Linked DNA regions of Arachis hypogaea: region 2 is linked to region 1. A link is a contact called in public Hi-C data. All regions are on one chromosome and are shown on one strand. The core of a region is the stretch at or near the end of the contact, and the rest is flanking DNA. Distances in the headings are between cores, read along the strand shown.

What was found. A called contact is a pair of places that touch in the nucleus more often than the background predicts.
Region 2: a contact with region 1 is called in a Hi-C map of leaf, with 2.5 times the contacts expected there. The contact joins the promoter of LOC112715403 here to the enhancer-like site in region 1. A contact is called at or near these places in 2 of 8 Hi-C or Micro-C datasets (leaf and an unstated tissue).

Annotation. Positions count from the first base shown.
Region 1 is chr10:24,393,296-24,395,992 of arahy.Tifrunner.gnm2.J5K5, reverse strand. No RefSeq gene overlaps it. Among protein-coding and RNA genes, the nearest start is that of LOC112715399, 19 kb to the right of the region's middle. Within about 2 kb of position 1,367, at least 3 of the 3 cell types and tissues checked have open chromatin away from gene starts, as enhancers often do.
Region 2 is chr10:24,544,413-24,547,109 of arahy.Tifrunner.gnm2.J5K5, reverse strand. LOC112715403 (nuclear pore complex protein NUP88) reads right to left here and starts at 1,325. Exons shown (of 11, transcript XM_025767166.3): 1 at 999-1,325; 2 at 22-218.

The DNA.
Region 1 (2,697 bases), core at 118-2,617:
TGTTTGTGAAAACGGACACAAAACGAAGGTTCACCAAAAATAGTGTGACTTTGCTTCCTAGAGTTGAACCATTTTGTGTTTGTGGCCCCTCTTAATTTTTCGTATTAACCAAGGGACAAAACATAAGGGCACGTACTAACGTGATTTACACACGCACTCTACGCGGATAAGTTAGGGATCAGAATAATTAGGGTAGGCATAAGCATGATTTTTAATTTATTATTATTACTAATTATTAATTATTATATTTTAAATGAGAATTATTTTGGTAGTATTTGGTGGAGAGACAGAGGCGAAAAAATGAGGCTGAGAGACAGAGACTAAGAAACAGAAATAAATTTTAGTATTCTGTTTGGTGTAAAGTAGGAGACAAAAATTGAAATAAGAATAAAATTCTAATTTAATTTGTACAAAGAGTAAAATTGGAATTAATTAATTAAAATGAAAGTATTTTAGGTATAAAATATTAATAAAATTTCAGTCTCCATTTTTAAAAATTGTAGTTTCTATGTCTTAATTTTTAAAAGTATTGAAATACTAAAATTTTGATAACAGACAAAAATTTTAGTATCAATTTTTAAATTAACAAATATAATACTAAATATTAATCTTTTAATTTCTGTCTTAATACCTCAAAACAAATACTACTTTTTATTTCTAGAAAGGGATTGTTGTATAAGGCTTGATAAGTTCTTTATACTAATAGCTAGATTTATATTAATTTATTGGATAATGATTTCTAGAAAACAATTTGAATAAATAAAAATTAAATATCAGTTGCTTGGCGATCCCTTCAACATTTTAAAGCATAGTTTATTAGGGAAGAGTAACTTTTTTACTTTTTGTAATTAGAATAAATGATTTTAGGGATATTTAGCTTTTATAAGCATGAAACTAGAAGGAATAAGAAATACAATTTTTTATATCGCTATTTTTTTCGTTGATATTTTTTAGAAATGAGTTAACTACTAAATCAACCTAAATTGATTTTATATAGCTATTTTGCTTTTTTTTTGGTCACTATTAATGGTTCATCTACTGTGCCTAGTGAAACTTGAACCAAGATACAGCATTTTAAACGCATGACGATGGATCACTAAACTAAAGGCTCAGCTGTTTGGGCTCACTATAAGAAAGTATAAGGAACCATCCCTGGGTTTGAAAAAATTAAAAAGTGCCGGGGTTCAGCGTTCAGGGGTTGACAATAAGCTCACTATAAAATAGAGTTGTATTTTGTCCAAAAATGAAAACTGGCTCAGTAAATTTGGATTACTCTTGTTTCCCTTATAACCATTTCCTGGGAATTTTGGGCCTTTTGAAGTCCAAGAGGAAGGTAGCCCCCAGCTAAAGTTATAATACTTTTTAACAAAAACACACAGTGATAATATTTGGGCTCTATGATATGGACCGTTACTGGATCAACACACCATTCGGCCCATAACATTTCAAATTCTAGAGCCAGAAATGAAAGCTTTCTATTTCAGGACCAAAAAAAGAGATTCTATTTGTTCATGGGTTGCTGCAGCATCGTGGGTTCGGGTTCGTCTCATGGGCCTATTGGCCCTAACATAAAAAAGAGAAAATGCAAGCATTCTTCTTCCAGATTCTATGGCCATATTCTATGGTATTTTTTTTTATGAAAACCAAAAAAAAAAGAAATATTTAAGTATATTATATATTTTTTATCAAAAGTAAAAATTTTATTTATGTAATAAAATAAAATATGTGGTCCTAAATAGGTCATCAAAAACTAATGAATTATAACTCAAATAACATAATATTTCTATACTCAACTAAAAAGTTGCGAGTTCGAATCTCTCTATTTTCGATAAAAAAAAAGGCCACCAAAATAGAAAGTATATTATTTTTTGTGATGAAAGTATATTATTTTGTGTCGTCCTAGCAATTTCCGCCATTTCTAATTATGTGAGTAATGAATAACCACCACCGCCAAGTTGCATCCAGAGCATATGCTTTGTACTTGGTTGGCTTTTGAGTGAGACCAAATTGACCGCCACGCCATATAATCTTATGTTGAAAGAGCCAAAGCATAGTTATTAAAATTAGAACAAGATGCGTCCGATAAGCAAAGCGGTAAATTAATGATAATATATAATAAATATTAAAAATTGTTATGTTTTGTAGAATTAATTAAATTAAATATATAAATTAAAGTTAATTTAAAAGATATTTTATTTAAAATAATTTATAATACAAAAAATTTAGATATTAGAGTTGTACGTATAAAATGATATTTTTATTTGGTGATTTGAGTTTTACATTTGTTTTAGTTGATAAACAGTTTTTTTGTGTGGCGCTCGTCTTCTTTTTTTTTATTGGTTGTTGTTAGAATTGTTATTTTCTTCTTTCTGTGTAAGTTCTTGTAAAGGCATGTTCTATGAATTATTGAGTTATATGCACTTTCTATTGTGTTGTTTGTTTCATCTTTGCAAGTATGTCCTTCTTCCGAATATGTGTTTTGAATTTGTATAGTTTTCTTTCTCCTTAATCTCTTGATGGGTATGTGATCTTCGTCTGATGATATTAGTGTTGGCGAAGTTGGTTTATATAATCAATAAATAATTTAAATTAGAAATAAAAATGATGTCTAAAATAACTAAAATAAGTGATTTTTTTTAGTATTACCTGTTTTATTTGTTGTAATGGGTATTGAAATTTAGTGTTTTTTGTTAGAAC
Region 2 (2,697 bases), core at 76-2,575, 150 kb before region 1:
CCAATCTCAAGGGCAAGATACCAAATTATCATTGAACCAGAAGGCAAAGCACTCTTGTTGTTAATGTTGTTGTTATTGATTTCATCCAATCTTGATCTCATCCATGAAAAGGGCCAATGAAGGGTGACAAGCCTCAGCAAGCTCCTAAGGCTTGCCATTCTTGGGGCTGCCAACATTCCTCTTTGAGGTAACATGTCATTTTCACTCCCTATAAGCAACTGGACATAAGAAACATTCTCCACCTTCAAGTTTCAGTTTGGCATATCCCATCTATCTATCTATCTAATAACAAAATTTTCAGCCAAATTTTAACAAAGTTTCAGCACATTCTTAATAAAGAGTAACAAACTCTTCCAAATCTTTTTGATGTTAAGCATATTAGAAAAATAAATCCAACTTTCAGGAGCCAGTAACAAAATCATGAAATTTGAACAACATCAAATACAGACAAAAACCATAATCAGAAAAATCAATGTCTAATCTTATTATTTATAAACATATTCAAAAAGAGCGGACACTCACAAATTTAGCATGATTTTGAAGTAGAACAAGAATGAAGGCAGATGAAATCAGTGGTAACAAGATGGCAAGGCACGACAGAAACAGCAACAGAGGTAGCAGCACTGGCAGTTCAACAAGAAACTAAACAGAGACTAAACAGCACCAGACCACACTAACAGTAGCTCTCAAAGGATAAACCCAATCAAAAACATCATTACCAACAGCACAAGAGACTAAACAGAGCCAAGAATCAAGAACAATCACCATCCAGCAACAAACATTACAAAACAGAGCATAAACTAACCACACTAAACCAGCATAAAATCAGCAGTAGTTCAACAAAAATTTCAGAAATTAAAAAAAAACAGCAGCAGCACAAAATTTCAATAATGATTTGGATTCCAACTTTCCATTAATCCATTCACAGTTTCACATTCAGAAAACACTCAACAGAGCATAAAAGGAAGAACCGAAGAAGTGAAAGCAGTGCCACTAACCTTCGACGGAGAGACGGACGGCGAGCGGCGAGTGGCGAGCCGCGACACGACGGCGAGCTGCTCCAAGCCTCGAACAGAGAAGCCGGAGGATGGGGCCGACGTGCCGAGCTATAGCCTACAAGAGAGGGCTTGGGTTCGGGACAGGGGGAAAGAGGAAGTACGGACGGCGCCGACAACACGGACGGCGGCGGCACTGCGGTAGAACCGTTGAGGAGGAAGCTAGGGTTTTGGTTTGGTAACGTTGATTTTTGGGCTTCAGATGAGGGGTGAGACTCACGAATGGGAAAGGGAGAGGGGGGGGCTGACCGGGAGTGACATTTTTTATTTTTTTAAATTCCAAAACGGCGCCGTTTATACATAACAGGACGGTTTCTGGCCCGGTCCAACCGACCGGTTTCCATCCGGTTTAGCGGTTTTCAAACGGTTTTTAAATGGGCGGTTATAGACAGCAGACCAGACCTTTTTCTAGCCAGTTCCCGGTGGTTCGGTTTTTAGAACCATACTTTCTGGCTCGTCATCGGTTACCAAATATCGTTATATACTCAGTTTAGCTGGAATCTCAATTTAACTCTTACATTTTTTTGATATTACAGATTATAATCGATCTTACAAAATTTATATTAGGTCTGATAATTTTACAATTTAAATCTTATTATAATATTATATTTTACATACTTAATTTATTTTTTCAATTTCACATAAAATTTTAATTTTTTCTCCAGTAGAAAGAATTGCTTTATTACTTTTTTACTAATTACTTTTTTAATTTAATTTTTATACACAATTAATACCACTGCTAAACAAGTTTTATATAAATAATAAATTTATATTGTAAATAATAATTAATTTTTAAATTTATTATTTAATTATCTAAATACATAAATTTAATTAGATATGTCAATATATAAAAATTAAATTTTTTAATAAGATGGATTAGACAATTTTCCATCTTAGACACCACAAATTTACATACACAGTTCACATATTTAGAATGTATGGTTCAAGTATTACTTTGTTACTCAGATTCCATTTCCATGTGAATCAAATATACCTAAGGAGAATGTGAAAATTAAAATAATGGTATTTTAATTCCCTGGAATCAAACATGTTTGGGAATAGCTTTTCAAACTTTGAACCAAACATGAGAATATGATATTCCCATCTCAAAATTTCTAGAAATTATTTATAATTTTTCTAACCATACACACCCTTAAGGATTTTATCTACTATTTACTCATTACTAAAATTCGAACCCAAGTACATTATATTAAAAAACACTATGTATTACCACCAATGTTCTGAAAATCGGTTCGAATCGGCCGGTCAAACCGTGAACAACTGACAAATACAGTTCGGACAGAAGCTATAACCGAAAGATTGGGAAACCAGGGTTGGACTGTCAAATCGGCCGGGGACCGGTCGGTCGAACCGAACTGTGACACGTCTGATTTTTTAATTTTTCCAAAGAAACGGCATTTTCTTCGTGCAACCCTAACTCCCTAGGTAGCATTTGGTAGAGAGACAAAGACGGAAAGACTGAGATTGAGAGACAGAGACTAAGAGACAGAGATTGAAATAAATCTCAGTATTCTGTTTGGTGCAAAGTGGGAGACATAAATTGAAACAAGAATGAAATTCTAATTTAATTTGTACAAAGAGTAAAATTGGAATTAATTAATTAAAATAAAGGTATTTTAGG